Linked DNA regions of Gasterosteus aculeatus: region 2 is linked to region 1. Evidence: chromatin contacts called from public Hi-C data. All regions are on one chromosome and are shown on one strand. Each heading gives the region's core, a stretch centred on a gene start, on an enhancer-like site or on the middle of the called end of the contact. The rest is flanking DNA. Distances are from core to core; before and after follow the strand shown.

What was found. Hi-C and Micro-C count contacts between places; a contact is called where the count stands out from the background.
Region 2: a Hi-C map of whole body shows a contact between it and region 1, with 1.7 times the contacts expected there. The contact joins the enhancer-like site here to the promoter of ctif in region 1. A contact is called at or near these places in 2 of 6 Hi-C or Micro-C datasets (tail fin and whole body).

The regions. Positions count from the first base shown.
Region 1 is chr14:5,485,729-5,490,076 of fGasAcu3.hap1.1, forward strand. ctif (CBP80/20-dependent translation initiation factor) reads right to left here and starts at 1,452. Exons shown (of 13, transcript XM_078088109.1): 1 at 1,221-1,452.
Region 2 is chr14:5,520,620-5,524,489 of fGasAcu3.hap1.1, forward strand. All of the region lies in intron 3 of zbtb7c (zinc finger and BTB domain containing 7C), which reads left to right. Among protein-coding and RNA genes, the nearest start is that of zbtb7c, 9.3 kb to the left of the region's middle. Within about 2 kb of position 2,457, at least 6 of the 9 cell types and tissues checked have open chromatin away from gene starts, as enhancers often do.

The sequences.
Region 1 (4,348 bases), core at 202-2,701:
CTGAACTGGACTTACAAGTAGGCCGACTTCTTTAGATTACGCTGCTTTGAATTCTCTCTCCACCCACCCCTCAGAAAAAAAGCTGTATTTTTAAGATAAATTCAGGCGGTGCTTGGTCCTGATTTTCTTGTCACTTTAAAATCCGGAGGGTCTCTTTGGTGTGACCTGTGGTAGCGTGCAAACATTCCTTTACCTCACCAGAGTCACTCTGATCCAATCAGCAACTGAACCGCAGGAATCTCCAAAATGTTATGACGTAACCGGCTAAAACCGGGGGAAAAAACAACTCCTGACGACCACTTAATGTTAGTTTAAGTGTTTTAACTTTACCTTTGCATTCCAGCATTCTTTCAACCTGTTTCAGACCTGACCCATCCACTAATAAAAGTCAAACAACATGCAAAACAAATACAACTGCTTCTATTCGCTCCTACTTATTTACCTTTCATCAGACATGTCACATGTGGCTGTTCAGTGATCAGTGATTCTCTCTGTGCTGCCACAGACCAGCAGCAGCTGTGATCTCCTCTTTGTTGTTGGACGGGCAGCTGATCTGCAGCGTGCTCAGCTGCTGCTATCGGACTATTTGAATGGACGCTGGCATTCGTGTCCTGCGGCCACTTTCGTTACTAGACAACGAACCGTTCGCAAAACAAGGTGTCCTTTACAACCAGGACGAAGCCATCACTACCTCAGATACAGTTTTCTACGGTTCCTTTTTTATTATTATTGTCCACTCCCAAACCACGCCCATGCTGTCTGGGATGCTAGCCCGTGTGTGTGTGTGTGTCCGTTAGCCTCGCCGTGTCTCCAAATGACGTGCACCGCCATCACTGCACCCGCATCGTCTCCACGGACAAAAGTTTTAAAAAGGCACATCTGGGTTTGGAGGGGGGGGGCGCGCTTCCTTCGGCACCCCCGCCGCGACTGCCCGCGTGCGAGCCGGTAACAATGGTGACGCGAGCTCCGCGGCTAACCAGCCGGCTAACGCTAGCTAGTTATTAAGTGCAAACGGTAAACACCGGGCCACACACCGCGGGTCGTAACCGCCCAAGCGGCAGCCGCGCTTAACGCCAACAGGTCCGCCGGTTGCTGAGGCCAAAACGCCCGCAGCCTCAGCGGCAGGTCCAGCGCATCTTTTAAAAACTGTTATCGGGTCGACACGGTCGTGGCAACGGACGGCCACCTTCACCCGGCTTAAAACGGGGATAAATCCTCACCCGAAGAGAGACTCGGCCTCCTGGTGAACCCGGGATCTCCTCCTGAGGTCAAAGCCGCCGCGTCATGGGTGTTGTTTTTCCTCTCCGGGAGAGAAGCGGGGAAGAGGGTTAGCTACGTAGCGGTAGCTGAGACTCCGACGTCCAAGGGAAAAGGGGGAATGCAGGAATGTGACGTTCACTCCCGGTTTGCTGGCCGCGGTGACACGTGAACTGGAGAGCGGGGCATTGTGGGAAATGGAGTGCAGCGTCAACGCGAGCGTTCGCTTGAGGAGAGGCCAGATGAATGACTGGACGTGTCACACTATAACCCGTATACCTGCTGCACACTGTTTTTAGTTCTAAAATGAATAAAAGACAAGATAAGCACGTCACACATAATCCCCCAGAAACCATTAAGGTGGTCTTAGTGGTGGAAAGTAAGTACATTTACTGAAGTAGATTATTAATGCAAAATATAATCAATAAACAAATCACGATGATAAGAGTAGGCAACAACTTTTATGAACCCCTGGGACCAATTCACAAGCTATGCAGATAGTAGTAGAAGTAGTAGTCGAATTTGGCCCCACCTTTACGAGCTTCAAAATGAAAGTGATCTAGGCCTTTATAGTATAATGAGTATACTTTGGATACTAAGTTTAAGTATATTTTGAGGCCAATATGTTTGTACTTTTACCTAAGCGAGAATTTGAATGGAGGACTTTTAACACAATATTTCTACTCTTTGCCTTTTCTACTTTTGCTTATAGGATTTAAATTATTCTTCCATCACTGGAAATAACTAATTACACGACAGAAAGACAAATTTTTAAACTTATTTATAAAAATTAAGAGGTTAGTGACTGACTGTAATCGTCAGCATAATTGTTTAAAGCTTTGACTTAAACAACTTTTAACTGTACTATATCTACCTGAACTATTGTCTATAATTCTTCACAGTTTAGTGTAATGGGCTTGAATCAAGAACCAGAATCTGTATCACATTGATATTGTATAATACAATTGTATTGTACAATTCTAAAATCCTGGCCTATAGTTCCCCTCAAATAACAACACGTGTTTAACGAGGACTCTGAACAAATGACTGCAGATCAGATGGAACCCTCTGAAGCATCATTTCAATGTAATTATGACCCCTTGTGGATGTTGATAAAAGTGCCGTCGGAGGAGCAGACTGCTCCACTGTTTTAGTTTGGAGTGTTTGTGTGTGCTTCTCTATATGTGTACATATTGTGAATAATAACACTGGGATTTTTCTGGGTCTTTAGTCAATATGTTAGACGGCTGGAAGATGAAGCTGACTGAAATATAGACTCACACATATGCCTGACGCACATAACGCGGACAGAAAGGTACACAATTCAGTGACAGATGAGCAAAAAGCTGCAGATATGCCTGCGAGTAGAAAAGGTCAGACAGTTATCCTCCTCCTCCAGATGGCTGCGGAACGTGTTCGCCACCACAGTCAGAGGCTGATTAACTACCATGGCGTGATGGAGGCTCCAGCAGGTTACCACACCCTCCGCCCCATTCCTCTTCTTCTTCTCAGTCTCCCCTTCCTCCCCACTCCCTCGCCCAACAGCTCTATATCTATCCTTAGTCATGCCATAATTACTTTGTTGTCCTCTCCACATCACCCGCAGCGCTGCCAGCCTCTCATCTGTCCGTCTGCCTCCCATACCGCTGTGCAGATGCTCCATTTCTGTCATCTCCTCTGATACAAGCTCACCTATAGCTCTTACGTTTTTGACGTGAAAAACACAGAAAACACACAGTAATAATTGTCAGACTCTGTCTTATCAATCTTATACCTGTTTTAACACGTCTATTGAGCTGCAGATTTGAGGCCAGTGTGGAGGTAGAGTGTATAAGTTGGCTTGTGTCAAAGTACTTTGCACTGTTACCAAGGAAACCATAAAGTCGAACTTCTATATCATTCCATTGTTCTAAAAATGACGACACTTGCAGAGGTTTTTGCGATACTTCACATAAGCAAACCCATTAAAATGTTTTTTTTATTTCATGTTCTCACAGTGTATTTATTAATAATAAAGACACCCACTGCGTAACAGGATTCAAATATGTGTGTGAGAGGTGTGTGTAAGTGAGCTAGTAAGGTCATACTTATCTTAACCAATAATAATCTCAGCCAACAATTTATGAATGTGAATAACTTATTTTTGTCTGGTTTTCTTCTTGCTAAAGAAAGCTTTGCTCTTGAAATCCATTTTAATGTTGTGTTTGACGACACCGTAGTAACATCACGTGGAGCAAAAAGAAAGTGGACAAAGCCGAATCCTCACCAGAGGGGTCGGTACTAAGGCGCAAGTTAGCAGCGGAGCATGATGATATTTCCGTCTGTGCGTGTTATAAAAGGCAAGACCATAAACATGGAATTAGACGGTGCAGGAGCCGCAGCTCCAAAGGTCACAGACTCGCCCCTTCCTGTGGCTCCGGAGGGCAACGGTGTGACACAAACAACGCTGGGCCATCACACGGTCATTACTGTACTGAGTATTGGTGTCAGTCTGTGAAGTTTATGTGGCCCCCCGTGCATCTGTTCCCACAGGTGGGATGGGTGCAGGAGAAAGAGGTGGGAGAAATGTCCATGAACCAGCTACCGAACTGGATGGAGAGAAAACCCAGTGGGTGGAAGTGACTGAACGTTTCTTTGTGTAAAACACACACACACACACACACACACACACACACACACACACACACACACACACACACACACACACACACACACACACACATTAACGCTCTGAAAATAAACACACTGATATTGGCCGGAGTTCAATGCGTTGAGTAACAAAAACACGATTTCTAACCAGCAGGTGGGGGCAGTAGACAGATCATTGGAGCGTTGTACACTGAGCGCTGCCATTATAATGTGCTGTAATCTAGTGTACCTACACACACAGGGGGTGGGAAGAAATCTACTGCAACACAATATTCCTGTGTAACACTGAAACACATTTTGTTGAGACTGTAAAACATTTATTTAATTCTGGGGAGCAAATATTAATAAAAAATGTTGTCGTTTTTTGGAATCTCAGCATTGACTTGTTATTTTTTTAAACAGACAGCAATTGTAAATGTGGGTTATGCCCCTATAAATTGTT
Region 2 (3,870 bases), core at 1,207-3,706, 36 kb after region 1:
TAAGTGAGCTTAAGTATGTGTTTGGTCTCCAACAGTAATTACACATTGCACTTTTAGATATTCCATATCTACGCGAGGTTCTCCTTCAAACCCAAAACAAATACTCAGGTAATTCGCAAAGATAGCGGGATGTTTGCGAGTGTGGACAAAATAAAAGCATGTTATGTATTTGAGGCTGAGCTGTAAATGACTGTTTACAACAGACTGGTTGTTAGCCGGCTCACAGACCTCTTACCTCATGGAGTTTTTTTTAAGACTAGTATCCCAATTAGGATTGTTAACTATGTTCTGAGATTTATTTGTATTAGTCAACAAATGCTCTACTGCAATTACTCACACAGCAATTGTTAAAAAAGGATACAATTTAGTGTTTCATTTATTCGTTTTTCATTGAGTGGGATATTGTCATATATATCAGGTCACTTTAAAAGACGGCCTTAAGTTAGACACCTGCTCAGCAGGCTCACTCACTGTTCATTACAAATCACTTTCACTTTAAAAATAGATTTAACAATTCATGGTAAATTACATCACATTTTGAATGTAGGAACAATGCTAATGAAAAACAAGGCTTGATTTTAAAAAAAAGCAGTAATATCCCTGATTTATGATATATATATTTGTTTTTTTATTGTTATATTCTCAAAGACAACATAACTTTGGGGGTCTTCATTCAAACCAAACAGAATCGTAGCGAAACATTACGTTATGTAGAAGAAAATAAAATATGTGCTTTAGATAACAAGTCTAGAATCAACATTCTTAAGCACCGATATTCAGCAGCGAATCATAAACTTCCATTTACTTTGGGGGGTGAGAGACACAATGGTCTGTAGCTGAGGGCCCCTGAGAGAGAGAAGACATTCAGTGCAAACAGAAGAGATTTGTGTTTTCTTCAAACATTTCACTTCGTCACACTGATAATATATGCAGCTTTAGTACGATTTAAAGGCATGAAATCTTTTTTTGCTGAAATAATAGCACTCAGTAATTAAATCTAAGAATTTATTGGTACACCAGTTGAAACGCATAAACCACAATCTCTCAGTTAAAGGGAGGTGTTGAACTCGCAATTATCAAAATGTCTTTACTTCACTTCCAACATCATATTTTACAGCACTGTTGTGTGGAAGAAATATGCGCTAAACTGTGTAAACTTTCCACAAATAACTTTCAAGCAATCCGCAACTTGTCCAGCTAAAAGCTCAAATTTGGCCCTGGCATTTTTATAATTATTGCAAAAAAACAACCTAGTTTGTGGAACAGGAGTCATACGCTGTTCACCTGCTCAAGTTGACATCAATTAAGAGTGAAAGTTCCCCGATGCCGCCTATAGGCACCAGGCCATCGTCATTTAAAACCCCAACCAAGGAGCTGTCTGCTGGAGAAACAGGTGCACGGTCGCACTGGTGATAATGGACTTGCTTACACAGCCGGTCAAATCAATGTCTCCTGCTAATAAGGTGTGGATTCTGTCCGTCAACACTGCAAGTTATTGTCCGTGCAATTGTCCATTGTGCAGCTGTTGTGTGCCGGGTGTTGTGCCTGCGGGACAGGTGGTGACAAGGGGGTGAACTTTGGCTGCCGGTGATTTAGCATCAGTGTGGTGTGGGTCAGGTGGCTGCATGGCTCTGACAGGGATAAACTTTGTAGCTTACAGGCCAAATGAGTGTCTGCCCGCCAACACGGCTCGAGATGGACATTAGCCTGCTGATTTGTGGCCTGAGCGGCCAAGGGCTTTGGACAAGTTAGCCGCTCCGCTCCTCCAGGCGTAATGATGATACAGCTGCAGGGGGGGGTGAAGCTTGGGGAGGAGGTGGGGGGGCAGGGGGGGGGGGGGGGGGGATTAGGAGGAGGTGGGATTTTCAGATCCCGGAAAGCAGATGAAGTTCTTGGGACAAAGACAACGCCGAATGGAGGTGACACATCGTTGGGGGTGGGAGTGCTGAGTTGAACGTGTTAGTGACTAAGTGAGGCATGAGAGGAGACGTGGCGGGCGGAAAACGAGAGAGAGAGAGGGAGAGACACGCAGAGAGACGGGCATGACGGTCCGTTAGAGGTCAGTTTAATAATTGAACTGGTCGCTGAGGTGTGAATAGTTATTACACATGGAACTGGAATTCCCGTGAAGTGATTTAATTCGCTGACGCGGGATGAACAGAAAAAAACCCGCTGCGGCTGATGATTGCAACAAAACACGATTCAGACTATTTATTTATTCAAAAACGTGTCACTGAATGACGGTCATTACGTTTTATCAGAGAGTAAAAAGGGAGGATGCCCTTCTTTGACTTTACTGGAAGACTAAGATGGATAAGGAGCCGCAGTAATTACCAGAACCCTTTCACAAGGCCATGAAACCTGGCTGCTCCATGAACAGGCCTGGGTGTGTGTGCGTGGGGGGGGGGGTTGAAAGGGTTAAGGCTGTTTGGCTGATGAAATGTCGCTCCAGGACCTCGCGGTGAGAAAGCCGTGTCCTCCTCCCCTCCCTGTCTATGTGGCACGTCCTCCTCAGATCCTCTCCACAATGTAATTATGGGAGGGGGGGGGCAAAAACAGTGGGAACGGAGGGGCGGGGGGGCAGGTGAGTGGTGCTCGCCGGGGCGCCAGGGCAAAACAAACAGCAGCAGCCGCACGTGCCTCATACTTACCAGGAGTGGGTGGGAGGGCAAACGCGTCGCGGCGGGTTGGCCGAGGCCTCCCGGTCGGACTCCCTTTCTCTCCCTCTTATCCGCTCCGCGTTGTTCCAAGCTCTGCGCCATTGTTTGCCTTGGCAGGCCGTGGCAGGGAGGGGCCCCTCGGCTGGTGTTTGTGCAACCTGTTAGGGGACTTTTCAGGGCCATCTGATCTCTCCCAGTTCCTCCGTCAGAGTGGTTCGAGGTGGCTCCACGTGCAGTAGGTCCGTGGTCCTACATCCTGCACCGCCACCCCCTCCATACACATTTTAATTATGACCACGCTGTATCAACGTAGCAACGGTTACCTAGCAACAAGATGGACAAGAATAAACCACATGTAAGATTGGTATGCAAGTTGTATACCTGTAGGTGTAGTTGTGTACAAGTATGCGATTCTCTGAAAATCTTTATTTTTCCCCTTTTTTCGGGGTGATCCACAAAAGAAAGTGTGTGTCTGTGTGTGTGTGTGTGTGTGCGCGCATTCAGCCATGGCCGTTTTAGAGCCAGTCAACAATGCAGCTGTGGCGAGTGAGCCACGCATCAAAGTATCCGTCTACACCGGCCTCCATGACCACCAAGTGTGGACGGCGTATTTTAAGCACTATTCATACATGTGGACGAAGCTTTACCGCCGTAGCTGCAGTGAATCAACAGGTAGGAACCCAGGAAGCTGCGGAATGACGTTTCTTAGAGAGAAGCGCAGCAGAAAGAACATCGTGGCTCTTAGTCACAGAGCCGTAAATCAAACGAGAGTGGGGAGGGTTTAGTGCACAAGTGAGCATTCTGACAGGATACAGTTCATCTATCTAGAGTGCAATCTGACCTCCTTTGTCGTTTCGTTTCATTTCTCACCACATCCCAATCGCGCCAGAAGTTGTTCACATGAAGGCATCGCCTTGCTTCGTGCTCGGGTATAGAGAGAAAGACGGATAGAGAGAGGGATGGAAATCACACGCTTTATTGTTTGTTTTAGGAACTGCAGCGTCAAACAGAAGTCAAGTCAAGTCATTTTATTTTGTATAGCCCAGAATCGCAAATTACAAATTTGCCTCAGAGGGCTTTACAGTCTGTACACATACGACATCCTCTGCCCCGAAACCCACCATCGGCACAGGAAAAACTCCCCAAAAAATGAAAAAACCCTTACAAGAGGGAAAAAAAGGGAAGAAACCTTAGGGAGAACGTCAGAGGA